2 separate regions of the Capsicum annuum genome follow, and region 2 is linked to region 1. Evidence: chromatin contacts called from public Hi-C data. All regions are on one chromosome and are shown on one strand. The core of a region is the stretch at or near the end of the contact, and the rest is flanking DNA. Distances in the headings are between cores, read along the strand shown. Region 1 overlaps LOC107858446 (a long non-coding RNA gene). Region 2 overlaps LOC107858447 (C-factor).

Region 1 (3,964 bases), core at 568-3,067:
TTAATCTAAAATTCCAAAATCTAAATTTCTCCAAATTTGGGTGCATTTCAGGCGCAATTTCAACGCACATCACGAAGGAATGCGACCCTTCGAGAAAAGGTACACTGTTCGAAATGCGACTGCTCTGCTCATGCAGATCAAAAACTGCGGACGCAGATGCTCACTGAAATCTGCAAATGTCATCTGCGGTCGCTCTTTGGACGCAGTCCTGGCGCAGTTACGTGACTGTTACAGAAAAGTGCCTTTCTGCTGAACCAATGCATCCTTTTTGAAAGGATACACTTAAGGCTATAGATAGCTGCTATTTTCCTCAGGTATGGATATGAATTTTGACAACAAAAACACTTTTATACTTAACAAAAACTCTGTGTGATCATTAAGCTGTTGAGTGAGTTCGTAGAATCCGACAATTTGAGGTACCGCTATTGTTCGGATTGTAGGTCATTTTATCCTGGGAGGAAGATTCCATAACCTCGAGTACAGTGAGGGAAATTATTCCCTAAGGACACTCCGTGAAGTCGGGAGACTTGGCCTTAAATTATGTTTCATCTATCTTCTGAAATCTAACACTTCTTGAATAAATTATTAGTAATCTTGTGTTGAAGGTGTTAAAGAACTTCAAAGGTGTTCTTGTTTATACATGAACTATTGTTGAAGTTGGTGTTGTATATATATACAGATTCGTGTACCCAAAATACACATGGATAACAAAATATAGCTACTGGGTGGACTTTATTTACGGTTTGCGTGTTTCTATCATTGCTTATTTATTTAAGAGACTAAGAGCCCGTTTGGATAGGATTAAACTCTGATCAAACCAGTTTTTAATCTCTTTTTTAACCTTTTAAGGTGTTTGGTAAAACTAAAAAGTACTTAAAAAAAATTAAAAACTGATTAAAATAATCAAAAAGTGAGAAGCTGGGTACCCCAGTTTTTTGCTTTTTAGATTAAAATTCTTTTAGGTTTGACCAAAACATTTATCTTTTTATCCCTTATATTTTCCTCCAATTCCAACAATATTCTAAACTTGTAGCTCTTAAATATATAGTTTTTTTTTTCTTTTTCTCTTTGTCGCTTCGCTTCATCTCTTTCCTCTAATTTCCTCTTCATCTTTCTTCTTTGTTTTCATCGAATCCATCATTAATTGGAGGTTTGTTCAAAAATTTTATTTTAAAATTAAAAATTATAAATAATTCACCTTTTTTGTGATGTTAACAACTTTAAGGATATGTAAGTCATTTTAACAACAAAAAAATATTTAACATCACTTGTTTACCAAACGTATCAACAACTTTTTTTCAATTTTAACACTTCTATCCAAACATTTATCTGCTTAATTTATAAACACTTATTTTAAGCTTTTAATCACTTATGCTAAAAAGCTATTTTTTCAATCTTATCCAAACTGGCTCTAAAACGTAAGATATTTCCGTCCCAGACCATATAGCGACTTTGTTTTGTATATTTTGTCCATCATGCTCTTCGAATATGATTCTTTCTTTAAAGTAAAGGATAGCTGCAAGTTTGTTAATCGAACATGAAGCCATCGCATTCTGTTTCTCACCATCCAAGTCCGGATACAAGAGTATATTTGAATGACGTTCAAAATTATTTAGGAATCGGGTGTGTTGGAATCTTACTTTGTCTACCTGCGAAGTAAACGTTTAACATCTTCGGGCTTTAAGAAGCCCTTTTTCTCCTGTTGCGTCTTCAGTATTCGCTTTCTTGCCAAGTGGGACGAAGGCTGGATTTTTCCCTTTCCGCCTAAAATTAACCTTTTGTTTGGGTGTTTTCTTGGAAAATATACGTCCAATGGTTCTTGTATTCTGCCCCTCCCCCCTTCTTTTCACTTTAAATAGTTATGCCTTGATCTTAATAATAGTATGAGATATGCTCATCCCCTCTTCCAGTTGCTCGGAAAAAGTTGTGTGTGTTTAAAGATATCAAGGCCTCGCCATTTGGTTTGTGAAAAGTTAGTGGAATTTTGTTCAATGAATGTTTTCATCTTCTAATTGATACCTTGCCTACATTTCATACAAATACTTAGCGACCCTTTTTAAGATTTGTCGTGTATTCATATGGAAGTAATTTTCATCGTCTTGATAATTTGTTGGATTATAATGTTATCTTTTAAACACAACTTGCCAGATAGCCATTTCCTTGAGACATTTTGGTACTTTGTTAATAAGACTTGCCTTGAAATAAATATTTCTTTCATTAAAAAAAAAATATATCCTTTCAAAGGTGTGCCCCGTTTCTTCAATATCCAAGCCACATAGGTTGTTCTCTTAGGGATCGTTTGGTAGAGCTCGTTTCTTCAATATCCAAGCCACATAGGTTGTTCTCTTAGGGATCGTTTGGTAGAGTGTATAAGAATAATGCAAAATATAGCGTATTGGTAATGCTTGTGTTAGTTATATTTGTATTTTTCTTCTGCAATGTTTGGTTCGATGTATTAATAAAACTATGAATTTCATAATTTTTAATTTTTTTTTTAATTTTACATAATACCCTCAATATATATGTTGGAAAGGATACATAAATTTTTTTGAGGGGTAATAGTTCTTTAAGCATGTTAATGCATGCATTAGATCCATTGCATTACTAATGCCATAAATTTTGAGGTATTAGTCTCAATACACAATAGTCTTGCATTAGTTATACATAAGATAAAAAGGTATACCAAACAAGGTACTACTAATACACATTAAACTAATGCATGCATTAACATTTCAATACACTCTACCAAACGACCCCTTTGACTTTTCTGAGGCTGCTCGCATGGCTGTGAAAATTATCTAACCTTTGATGACAACTTTTCTCTTGGTGATATAGTTAAATTGTTTCTTGTTTAGATCAATAAAAATAACATACTCCCTCCATTTAAAAAAGAATGACATACTTTGACTTGACACAACGTTTAAGAAAATAAAGAGGATTTTTGAATCTTGTGTTCTTAAATTAAAGTTGTCTCAAATGTACCAAAATTCTCTTTAATCTTGTGGTCTTAAACATGTCATGTGGAAAGTTGAAATTAAAGTATTGCCAAAAAAGGAAATGGGTCAAAAAGAAAAGTAGGTCATTCATTTTGAGATGGAGGGAGTATGACATATCTCATTATCCATGGTACAATTTAGTGTTCCCCTTGGTTAATTAGTTGGTATTCTAATTTTTTTTTTCTTTTACATATAAATTCAGGAGTTGGAGTTCTATATCGGAACTCGTCTTTGTCCCAAGCATCGGGTCAACCGCATTAGGATCGCAGAGCTTTGGAGTCCCGCAAATTAGGAGCCTAAGCTCCTAAATCGAGTTTATTATTCTTTATCGCCTTTCGATTTAATTTATGTTGTTATGTTGCGTTTTATTTTTTTATTACTAACTCTTGTTGTTAATTTTACTTACAATAACTTTATTTGATTATTCAATAAGTGTAGCTTTGTTCTTCGTTGGTCATCTTAGAAGTAGCTTCAGCGAATGGGTTTTCGCAAATCACCTGACTATTGCTAAAAATATATATCTTAACGTGCTTGGGTAATTCTTTTCGCCAATATGTCTAAATAAAATTAATAGGGTAACCACCATGTTTCGCTTAAAATACAACAAAAATAAAATTTTCAAAACTAATAGGAAAACACATCACTAAATGTACGTTTTTTTAAAAGGGTTCACCTACTAATTTTAACTTATTTTTCTAATAAATAATTCTAATGTTTTGTACTACACTTTATTTTTTATTTTTTTTACATTATTCGAGTTTTCAGGATAGAAAGCGAGGTATATATATTCATCTACTAACACGTGCAAGGTAAATTATTTTATATACTACCATGATAATTTTTTATTATTATCACCAATATTGCTATTATTGTCGTTATTATCTATACCGCAATTATTTTCACTATCTTAATTATTATTATTATTATTAGAGAAAATAACCAAAAGCTCCCCCAACCTACCTCAAATT
Region 2 (3,964 bases), core at 906-3,405, 52 kb after region 1:
CGATTGTCAACCCAAATAACAAAACACAATAACGAGAACAGATAATGAAATTAATAGTTTAAGAACAATGTAAGTCATAAAGTAACTCTTTTATAACAACTTAGGAAGGTTTGAAAATTCATGTAAAAGCCTCTCAAACACTAGTCACTAATACAAGCATCTAGAAATTCAAAATAATATAAATTTCAAATGTCTCAAAGGAAGGAAAAATGATATACAACAAGAGATATGAGAGATCCAGTAAGGCTTCATATATGCTAAGAGTATATGTGGTGTGATGTGTTGCCCATTTTAACCCTTTCAATAGTTGTTATAGAGTATATGTGGTCTGCTGGTATCAATGATTTGATTTTCGAGGAGGTTCGGCTGGGTTTTAGGTGAGTTTCTATTTTATAGTTTTTAAAGTTGAGAAGCTTGATTTTGGTCAGTATTTTCTGCAAATGAACTCGAATGGAAATTTTGACAGCTTCTTAACTTTCGATTTTGGATTAGGGGACCTTTGGTTCGGATCTTGATACTTTAGATCATTTTGGACACATAATTGAATATATGTAATTTTTGAAAAAATATTGAATTTGGTCAATATTTCATCCAAACGACCTCAATTGGTCGTTTCATTGATTACATTGAGTCTGGAATGCCATTTTCAGTAGGATAGCATATTCAATTTGCATTCATGGAATTTCGAATAATACACGAACTTCACGAACCTTTGCATTCACAAAAAAGGATCCCATCGAGTTCACAATAGCCAAAACCATTGTGATCCCGTGATCGCAACGAGTCCTCGCAACCGCCAAGAAAGACCCCTAGGCAATATATAATTCTCATCTTCAATTTTTCCGTCATTTTCACACAAACCTCAATCATTTTTGAAGCCTTGGAGATAATTCTTCTGGGTTTTTCATCTCAAATCGCTCTACATGGCAGCGATTTGGGGTCGTATGAAAGGGAAAGGCGACTCTGTGATAGTTTGAGTTTGTTTTTCGGCCTTGAGGTATATTATGGTCTACTTTAATTATCTATATATGGTGTGATGTGTTGCCCGTGTTTATCCTTCTTTGTTAAGACATCCATCTACTCTTAAATGGTTTGCCTTTTGAGTTTTGAATTGTTGACCATTCTATTCAAAGTTGTACATTACTTATGTGGATGTTAAACATGTGAAGTGGAGTAACCTCTACAATTACGCAACTTAAACATGCTAAAGCTTCGAAATAGTGTTGAAAAATAATAAAAGATCGAGATATATTCATCTTGTAATAGTAGAGAGAAATTTATCGATTCCTAATGTTCATTTGAAATAGTTGCCACATATATCGATTATTTTACAATTATCAATTTATCATTAGTTAAATAAATTGAAAAATCAAACCAACCGACCAGAACCAACAGATGATTTTTATTTTATTTTGATTTGAGTTAGAAATTTAAAACGACTAAATTGGTGTTCCTTTTATTTTAACCAAAAACCAATTCAAATCGGACCACGAACACTCCTAGTCAAGGCAATACTCCAGATCCAATATGGACATTTTGAGTTTTTAGTGATGGAATTTGGCCTGAGCAGTTCCCCAACGACTTTTATGGACTAGTGAATGGGATCTTCACACAGTATTTGGATCCTTCCATTATTGACTTCATCTATTACAGCTGGTATACTCTCGTAGTATGGAAGAGCATGAACAACACTCGATCATGCTTCAAATTCTAAAGGACAGGAAGTTACAAGTCAAGTAGATCATATTATATATAAATGAAAGTCAAGGTTATAGATGTGACCTATGAAGCATACGTGAAACTACCAAATGGATGTAAAATTATTTCTTTCTTTCATTCTCATGCTGTTATTTCCTTCGTAACACGAAGAAAGTACCATAAAAAATCGAAAAACTCAGTTCAAGTCCTCCGAATAAATCATTAAAAGTTTGGAAAAATATTACCTAGACTTCCAATTTCAAGTTTCTGCTTCTTGTTGAACAACTCGACAGGACTTTCACCGTTTTTTCTTGAGGAATCTCCCAAAAGGGAAATTGACGGTGATATTAGCGTTGTTAATAATAACATATTGAAGTGAAACTACCAATCAGTTTCTTGTTTCAGTATGTTCTCACTCAAATTCCAGACCGATTTGTAATGGAACTGTAATATTTTTCTTATTTAATGGTTTAATTAGAACTGGCGCATATTCATATAGGGACATAAAAAGGTAACAAGAAAATAAGCTACTGCTCAACAAGAAGAAAAAAAGAATATCATCTCCGGGAGGAATCAACCGGAACCAAGTAAATACCCAATCGTCGTGTCTAGATTTCAGGGGAAAATCACCAAGGAATTTCTTGACCATCCCAGGCAAAGAACTTGCCATTATCAGATCTCTTTGTATTGTTCATGATGCTGAGGAGCTTCTGAACAGAGAACTCTTTGGTGAAAAGCTTATCTTTTGGAACATTTCTTTGAAATGGTTGAGAGAGATCAGTGTCCACTGTGCCTGGGTGCAACAAAATGCAGATAATTGGATCCTTCTTACGCGCAAATTCCACCGACACACTCTTTGTCACTGCAGCATAAAGACATGATAAGCATGGACCAATTTCACTAAAGGATAAACTGGACCACAAAAAAGAAGGAAAAAAACAAAGGCAGGACGCTGTATCAGCAATTAAATCCTCTGTTACTGCAAAATTTCCAGAATTATATCTGATACGAGCCAAATGGCCATCTTAGCTTTTGATGACATCTTTGAAGGCCACATATCAAGACTTAGTCACCTCGAGGATACAAGAACATGCATGGAGGACCCGTTTTGAGCATACCATTAAGCAAGGCCCTGTGTGGAAGATTGCTTGGAGCATTGAAGAGTTGAGGACTCAAGATTTTGAACAACACTTAATGGCTCACGGTTTTGGTGACCTTCATTAAGGACATTTTGGTCACTTCATGTTGTCCAAATACACACCAAGGCCGCCCTTTGGTCATTAAGGCCATTGTGGTCATTTTTGTCTTGTCTTGTAATAGAATTTAAATTAAAACATGTTAGGATTATTTCACTTAGTTTTTGAATGATGAACATGTGAAAGACCTCTCTCTCTTGAGTGTAACACCCTTAGTGTAGTTTTTAGGTTAGGGCTTGGAATAGCCATTTTAGTGTAGGGCTTGGAAAAGCCGATAGTGTACGTTGCTTAGAAATGGTGGTTGTGAAGGTGAGTTGATTCCCTTAGCGGTCACTGAAATAAGATTGGTGTTTGATTATTGCGACTTTGAGGGTCTCTTCGTTTGATATACGTGTTGGTTCTCATTGTTTCGTAAGATCTTAGGTCATCTTAACTATCCATTTATCTTATTGTATTGTTGTGTTTGTATCTTGTCTTGTTAATCTCGGTTTGGTGTTGTTGTTGCCGTGAGTTGTTCCATTTGTTTCTCTCGGTTTGTCTTGTGTTGTGGACTGATTTTAACATTTCGTAGATCGTTCGTTATCATTTGGTATCAGAGCAAAGATTGATTGCGTTCCTACGAAATCAATCTTGGTCTTGTTAACTTGAAAATAAATTAAAAAGTGTGTTGAAAACTGAAAAATCCAAAAAGAAACAAATCTGTCCCCTTTTGTTTTACCTTGGCCGAAACTTTGGTCTCGGATTTCTTGTGTTTTTTTTTGTTTCTAGTGTTTGGTTCTTGTTCCCTAACACTTATAGAGTCTAGATCTAAATTTTGAGCTAAATCCAAGTTGTTCTTGAATTTTAGAAGATTGTTGTTGTTGTGGACATAAACTTAGCCGTGTGTTGTTGGCATAGTTGTTGTGGATTTGAGTTGGACATGTGTTGTTGTTGTGGATTGGAGGCCTAAAAACATTGTGTTAATGTTGTTGAAAATTGGAGCTTGAAAAATGTGTTGTTGATGTGTAGAGTCCAACTTGAACCATAGAACTTCAAGATTCAAAAAGTTGTGTTCTTGGTGTTCTTCACCA

What was found. Hi-C and Micro-C count contacts between places; a contact is called where the count stands out from the background.
Region 2: a Hi-C map of leaf shows a contact between it and region 1, with 2.5 times the contacts expected there. The contact joins two enhancer-like sites. A contact is called at or near these places in 3 of 5 Hi-C or Micro-C datasets (leaf, pericarp and placenta).

What each region holds. Positions count from the first base shown.
Region 1 is chr2:19,043,529-19,047,492 of UCD10Xv1.1, forward strand. It overlaps LOC107858446 (a long non-coding RNA gene), which reads left to right. Exons shown (of 2, transcript XR_001670989.2): 2 at 3,199-3,444. Among protein-coding and RNA genes, the nearest start is that of LOC107858446, 11 kb to the left of the region's middle. Within about 2 kb of position 1,818, at least 4 of the 5 cell types and tissues checked have an H3K27ac peak or open chromatin away from gene starts, as enhancers often do. A contact at or near this core is called in leaf, where this site is marked.
Region 2 is chr2:19,095,401-19,099,364 of UCD10Xv1.1, forward strand. LOC107858447 (C-factor) reads right to left here. Exons shown (of 6, transcript XM_016703106.2): 6 at 2,131-2,560. The coding sequence ends at 2,325. Among protein-coding and RNA genes, the nearest start is that of LOC107858447, 35 kb to the right of the region's middle. Within about 2 kb of position 2,156, at least 4 of the 5 cell types and tissues checked have an H3K27ac peak or open chromatin away from gene starts, as enhancers often do. A contact at or near this core is called in leaf, where this site is marked.